Linked DNA regions of Anas platyrhynchos: region 2 is linked to region 1. Evidence: chromatin contacts called from public Hi-C data. All regions are on one chromosome and are shown on one strand. Each heading gives the region's core, a stretch centred on a gene start, on an enhancer-like site or on the middle of the called end of the contact. The rest is flanking DNA. Distances are from core to core; before and after follow the strand shown.

Region 1 (3,646 bases), core at 818-3,317:
CCCTCCGGGGTCCCGGGAGCTCCGTGTGTCCCCTTGGGCCCCCTCCGGGTGGCGGCTGGCGCTGCCCTGCCACCTCCTGGGCAAGCCCCGAAGCGCAGCCGGGGAGCGCCGCGCAGCGCCGGCGTGGCGAGGCTGAAGGAGAGCCGGCAGAGAGTGTCCTGCTCGTGTCCGGAGCTGTCTGCTCCTGCTCCCCCGAAGCTACTCGGGCTCTGCACCCTTTGCATCAGAAGGACGTGCTCATGGCTGCTCGCAGCCTGTAGCAGAAGGCACCTGCAGTGCTCGCTGTGCTCCAGGCACCGCAGCCTCTCCGGAGAGCTTCGTGCCCCCAGCCCTGCAGGACGACACCTGTACCTGGGCACTGGCAGCAGCTCAGCACACACCAGGAGGACAAAACCCTCCTCTTGCTGCCAGCCCTCTCGAAATAAGTCATTCGATGTACCTACAGCCGGTAGGTACATCAGCTCTGTAGCCATCATCACACACATTGCTTCCACGGCTGTACTGTGGCAGAGATTTGGGAAAACACACCGTGCCCAAGATTTGGGAAAACACACCGAGCCCTGTTTGTGCTCGGCAGGCCCCTCCTCCAGGGAGCGATAAGAACAAGGGTTTTTGGCCATATGCAAATATTTTTGTTATTCTGCTGGCGGTGGGTGGGAACGAGAAACGTCACGGAGCATGGCAATGGGAGGAAACGGGCAGATGGCAGATTTTGCAGCTCTAAGCAATAAATCGTAATGAAAATTGGATCTCCGGCAGGAAGTCAGATAGGAAAGGTAGGATCCAGCTCAGAGCTCAGCGCTGCAGCCTGCTTTAATGCCCTTCCACAAACTCCTATAGCAGCAAACTGCAGCAAGGCTCTGCTAGGGTCATGGCCCTGCAATTAAACAGCCTAATGAGTAGAGCTTACGCTGCTAACATCAAGTCCCTGCTGGCACGGAGCATCCCAAAGCTCAATATTCATCCAAAATGCATTCCAAGCATCCCTGAACACCGCAGTGGGGCTGAGCAGGGAGTCACCTTGTCCCCTGCCACCTGCACAGTCCCAGGAGGGAGGAGCACTATGCGGTGCACAGGGGTCAGCACAGCAATGAGCTGCATTTTCTGCCTAATAAAGCCCGGTGATTAGCATCTAAATTGCCATGATTGGGAAGGAAGCAAAAAGTTCAGGAAGGGGAGGAAGGCAAGCCTGCTGGAATTAAGGTCAGGAACTTGCTGGCATTTTCTGACATTTTGTTCTGATGAGCTGGCAGCGCTCATCAGCCAGCCGCGTTTACGTATTTATTTTAGAGGTGTAACTGGGAACAGTTTCAGAGTTGCTTTTAAAGCCACAAGCCTGCCTTTGATACCTGCTAGAGCACAGAGAAAAACATTAACGGGACAGCCTGAAAACTCAGGTTTGGCCTTCACAGACACTCCGATTCTTCGCAACACCATTTCCTTTCAATTTGCAATTAGCCCAGTTTTTTGGAAGCCCTCCGGGGACCCCAAATCTCAAAGCATTTCTGTTGCAGAAAGACAAACACTCGGTGCTCCTGAAATAAACACACCCCCTGGAGCAAAACAGGTGCTTGCTAACATCCACATCCCTCCCTGCCAGCCTCAGCCAGCCTCACCACGAGCTGCAAGCAGGCAGCGAGAGCCAGGAGGTTTGGGACCCCCAGGACCTTCCAGGGGAGCTGCAGGCTGTGCAAACCCATCCCTGCGAGCCTCCTGCAGGGCTCCACACGGTGCCACCACCCAGGCCCAGCAGCCAGGGAGCTCCCACGGCAGGCTGAAGCGTCGCTGCCGCACGCTGAGCATTTTGCAGGCAGCCCGTGCAGCACTTACTCATCCTGTGCTAATCTCAGCGGCCCGTTAGCGATAAGCGTGCCTAAATGCCATTAGAAGAAAGTCAACACGCTGCGTAAACACGGCTCTAACCACCCTCAGCACAATCAGCCCTAGCAGCTCTGGGTAAACTTATCAATACACATATTAACAGCCATTCATTCAAGAATAAGTGCTTACCTTGATATGTGGGGCCTCTTATCCCCACACCACGCACCCCACAGCTCAGCTCCAAGAACCTGGATGGGACTGGAAAGCATCTGCAGCAGGGCACCAAGGGCTGAGCACAGCCACCCCCATCGCTGCCTGCTCCCATAAAACCACCACCCTACTGCACCCAGACCTGGCCCCAGCTGCAGGGGGAGTCCCAGCTCCTTAAATCACCACTCTCCAGGTGCTCTGAATGAGGGAAACAAGCTGCGCCATGCTGCTGCTGCAGCAGGGAGGGGGAAAAATAATAAATAAAATAAAATAAAATAAAATAAAATAAAATAAAATAAAATAAAATAAAATAAAATAAAATAAAATAAAATAAAATAAAATAAAATAAAATAAAATAAAAAATAAAATGCCAAACCAACAGCTACGGGGGTTGTTGAGGGCAGAGGGAAGGACCCCAGGTGCTCTCCATCCCAAGGGGCCACCTGCAGCAACCCTCTGGGTGTGCAGCAGGGCACCGTGCTGGCTCTGCCAGCCATTGGGCTGAAATTCATCCACAGCTTGTTGTGATGGTGTTCCTAAGGCAGGTTCAGGGCAGAAAGGGAGGTCTTGAGGTCAGTTTTGTCTGAATACAGAGAATTTGCATGGCCAGACCTGCCCTCTCCATGGGTGCCTGGCCCCCTTGACCCCAGTCCGGAGAGCGTGGCTTTGGCCCTAGCTTTTATGGTGCATCAGGAGGGATGTGGAGACCTGTAGCTTTTGTCAGCTTTTACAGCAAGGAAGAGCAGCCTCGTTATGTGTGCAACAAGCCAGTTGCCATATTCAAGTGGAACATTACCAGAAGACCCCAGCACACAGAGGAGCCGATGTCCTGGGGTTCCCCCCCGTGAGCACGCAGCTAACTGGAGCTACCTGCGATGTGCTTGCAATTTGCCGAGCCTTGTTTGCTGTATAATCAGGCACACCGCCCCTTCCTTTAATTGCTGTGTAAGCTGCCAGAGTGATTAATTCTGACACATGCCTGCCAGATCTGTGGAGGATGTGTGGGGACTTCGGAGGGTGGCACGGCAGGGACAGGGACAGCCTCGTCCTGCCCACCGGGTGACATGGGCGAGCAATTCGTGATGGGTCCTTACTCCTGATAAATGGGTAAACAGGCACCCTTTTCCCCATGTCTGAGGACGTGTTTCAGATCTTGGATCCCACCTGAATTTTCCCTTCCTTCTCCTTCTTGGGCCTGATCCATACCCGGCTGAAGCCCGCTGCAGCCAGCTCAGCCTGCTCGCAGCGCGGAGCGGGGAGTTAAAGAGGGCTTTGTTTCCAAACAATTGCATACGCAGAGCTTGGGAATCTGTAATTTAAACTCGGATTGTGCTTCTGTTAGCAGTGATGGATGGCTTTTTCCTCCTGCTCTGAGAGCCCTGGCGGCATGCACGGCAGATGCCTGCCTGATTTATGGCTCGCCTCCGCGTGCGGTGGGGAGCAGGCAGCCCGGCTCTCGGTCCTGTGCTCTCGTTAGGGTTTTTTTCCTGTTTGCCTCCTCTGATTGCCAGGGCTCCTCACTCCACCTCTGTGCAGCTGACTTGTGTTTATCGGTCACCCTGGCCTGGATTCAAACCATCTCTGTGTACGGCAGCACGCTGGTGTGCCTCGGGGG
Region 2 (3,646 bases), core at 452-2,951, 120 kb after region 1:
TACCCAGCGCTCTCCACAGCCTCCCCTCACTTGGATGCTCCACACCAGCTCCAGAGCCACTTACCAGAAGAGCTTTTTGCTTAGAAACTCTTTGCTGTAATTAACATTTCTCTGATTCTATTTCAGAGAAGGAAGGCACACGGACTCCAGCTACAGAACGATGCTTGCTGCAGGCTTGCAGGACAAATGCCACCTTATCACGTGTTGATACCGTGGTGCAGTGTTGGATTTTTGTCCCATTACACTGGTGATATCCCAGCAAACTGGATAACGTAGACTCAGCAGGGCACCTGTGATCAGCACAACTGTTAAGCAGAAGCTCAGAGGAAGCATCTCCATTTCACTCTCACTGCCTCACCCCAACAAACTTTTCTGCCCTAAACGTTCACGGTACTGCTATAAGAAGATCTCAATGTCTATTTACTACCAAATTTGGAAAACCCAGCACAGGCCTGATGATAGCAACATGTATATATTCACCCAAGTTCTCTTCCAGCCCCTTCCTGAACTCCCAACCTGCCCACACTTACCACACCTTAAGCCCAGGTCTCCTGTGGAGAAAGATGCAGGCAAATAACCAGCTAAGCCCCATAATAAGTGCATGCTCCAGGACAGAGCAGAGCACCAGCCCAAGGAAGGCAGCTTACAAGCTACAAAACCTACCCAAGCTCATTAAATCAACTCTGGTTTACTCAGAGCTAAGAGCATGTGTTTAAAATCACTGCAAAGCACCCTAGAATTTAGTCTCTGACACAAGTTGTGCCCTCAGCATTCCTTCCCAGGCTATTTCAAGCCCAGTTGTTATGAAAAAAGATACCAGAACATTCTCAAAACACTCGAATACACTTGTGGCTAGACAATGCAAAAAGAGTTAACACGGCCCTCGTAGGGCACTCTGCTGGGAAGCTGGATTCACAAAACACTGAGAAAAGCCACCAGATACAGCAGTACTTAGAAGAAAAGAATAAGGGGTGTGAGAAGGAAGGGTGTGAAAAAAGGCACAGGAATATATCAATTTAATTCCTATTCTATATATCCAAGCAAACAACTTTTATGCAACTCGCTCAGAGAAAGTAAAGATTATGAAGTTTCAACTTATGGCAGAAATAAAGCCTTCCTCGCTGGTTTGAAATACAAAGCAACTCCGTGTTATTGGAAATGAAAGAGCAATTTCACCCGCAGCGGATGAAGATAAATTAAACAAGCACTTTGTCATATAAATAGTTCATCAAAGAACAACATAAGCATCAATGCGTTAGCAGAAATTGAGAAGGGAACATTTTCTGCACTGCTTGTTCCCTTTGAGATATGAGCATTTTAGGGACCTGGGACGGGGCTGACCTTGGTCTGTTCATACCCTTTGAATAAACTCAACTCCAAAAATTGATTTAAAGTAAAATCCCTTCCAGATTCAGGGGAAATCTTGAGGGAAAAAAAAAAAAAAAAAAAAAGCACAAATAGTACTTCAAAGCAAACCCTGTATTGGGCAACTTACTTAAACTTCTACAGCTTCCCAACTCATAGAGAGCTCTTAATGCTTACAGATTCTTACATGAATGCAGCTACCGTGCAGAACAAACACCACACTGCCTTATTTTGCCCTGCACACTCGATGGAAGTGCAAAGGCCTGTGCTGCCTGCATTGCTGTGAAACAAGGCTTCGGCAGGGCCAGCTCCCTGAGAGATGCTCTTCTGCAACGATGAGCTGCCATCTGTTGGTAAACGCAGGACCACAGCAGGCTCTGGTTCATCCCCAGCTCACTGTAGCTTCTCCCCGTGATGCATCCAAATCCCTCCAAGGACCAGCTCTCTGCTTCTGTATCTGGACGGCCACCAAAGCGCTTGCTGTTCTTCCCGTGGCGAAGCAGCTCTGCTGGAACCTGCTTAACCCAGGGATGTGTGCACCGAGCCTAATCCCCAGCTGACAGCAACCCTCGAGCACAGCAGCACAAAGCAGCAACCAGTTAAACCCCCTAATGAGTGCTCCCACCCTCATGCTCACTTCCACCCAAATTAATCCGTGCCTAGACACAAACTATTTACTCACGGGTGCTGCTCAAATCCTAGCTACCCTGTGCGTGCAGCCTGGCATCCCGGCGGTGGGAAGACGTGTCTACATCGCTCGCTGCAGGACTCGGGAGAGACAAAACAATCACATAAATCACAGCAATAAAGTGCTTATGCAAGCTTTTACTGAGAGCTCATTCCGAGCTGCTCGTAATTCACACAATGGTTTTCATTTGACATAACATATGTTAATCAATGTAATTACATATCTTTAAATAGGGAAGAGGTGTTTTGTTTTTTTTTTTTAAATTAAACACCGTAGCCAGAAGTACCAGAGCATCAGACCCACCTTCCTGATACAGCCCTATATCTACCTGTGGGAGGGAAAACATGAAAAGGAACAACTCAAATGCATGGCTGCGAAAGGGGCAACGCTATTTTCATTAACAGCTCCATCAACATTAATTGGATTTCCTCCTAGACAAGGCAGGATGCAGACAGCTGTGCGCATGAGGAGACAGGGATGGTGTAAGAAACCTCTCCCACGGGATGCACGCAGCAATTAGACACCCAGATATCCACAAACAGAAGTGCTCACAAAGTAGAAGCGATACAAATGACTGCTTTATGTATTCAGACAACACACAGAAGCCAAATTACTGAACTAAACACCTGGTAAGGCAGCCCTAACCCACAGAATCCCACAGGGCACAGTGAATGCAATACAGATAACGCCTTGCACTGCACTTCTGCCCGAGGCTTTCTTTCCATGTCCACGCTTTCCTGAGGAAGAAGTGCTTTCCTTCAAAAGATCTTGCAGTGAGAGTTAACCCTTCTCACAGAAGTGGGACACCAGAAGTAGAGGGTGTTCCCATTTAAATCAAAAGGGTGAAGATAACCAGAAGGTACCAAAAGGTGCTGCCTGCTCCCTGCCACTGGAGGGCAGGAGAGACACCGAATAATTTTAACATCACTTGGCTTCCCCAGCACCCATTTTAGCAAAGGACACAGTACCAGCATCACCATGGTAAGGCTTCGCATGAGCACATCAGTCCTCATCTTCCTCTCAGCCTGTGAAAGTTCGACAGGCTCCAGGGATTGCTGTGAGAACCCCATCAGCTGTAAAGTCACAGGTTCAAACAATTTTGCATTTATTTAAAATTCAGGTATTACCCAAGGAAACAACATATTCAACAAAAGATCTCTGTGAAAAGCCTAAATTATAAGCCTTTTTGATCATTTCAGCCACCTTTTAGAGTGTTTTAACTTCAGATACTGTCTCAAAAAAAAAGCTTAAGAGCGTATTCACTGTGTCAAAGAAAAATAAATGTTGCTAACCATAAATTTTCCACTAGTCTCTAGCAAAAGTTAGGGGAGACAAATTCTGCAGAAGAAACTTTAGGGATCCTGTGCCCTCTATTTAGCTTTCCAGGTCTTTAAAAATAGTGTACATTAACAGCTACTATAATAGAGCAACGGTAGTAGCAACAAGATAAATTGTGAGAGTTAGAGTAAGACAGGAGGTCAAACAGAACAGAAGTGTAAGCAAAGGGAATAGGGGAGGCAAATCAAAAAATGAGAGCTGACAGGCTAATATAGCCCATGAAAACATGGAAAGCAATTATGCTTCCAAGTCAGA

What was found. A called contact is a pair of places that touch in the nucleus more often than the background predicts.
Region 2: a contact with region 1 is called in a Hi-C map of small yellow follicle, with 2.2 times the contacts expected there. The contact joins the enhancer-like site here to the promoter of NOS1AP in region 1. A contact is called at or near these places in 4 of 8 Hi-C or Micro-C datasets (F1 follicle, F5 follicle, liver and 1 more).

Annotation. Positions count from the first base shown.
Region 1 is chr8:16,174,387-16,178,032 of IASCAAS_PekinDuck_T2T, forward strand. NOS1AP (nitric oxide synthase 1 adaptor protein) reads right to left here and starts at 2,068. Exons shown (of 12, transcript XM_072041582.1): 1 at 2,011-2,068. LOC106019475 (a long non-coding RNA gene) reads right to left here. Exons shown (of 4, transcript XR_011811114.1): 4 at 2,670-3,646.
Region 2 is chr8:16,296,165-16,299,810 of IASCAAS_PekinDuck_T2T, forward strand. The region is part of intron 3 of TEDC1 (tubulin epsilon and delta complex 1); the gene reads right to left. Among named protein-coding and RNA genes, the nearest start is that of TEDC1, 16 kb to the right of the region's middle. Within about 2 kb of position 1,702, at least 3 of the 8 cell types and tissues checked have an H3K27ac peak or open chromatin away from gene starts, as enhancers often do. A contact at or near this core is called in F1 follicle and F5 follicle, where this site is marked.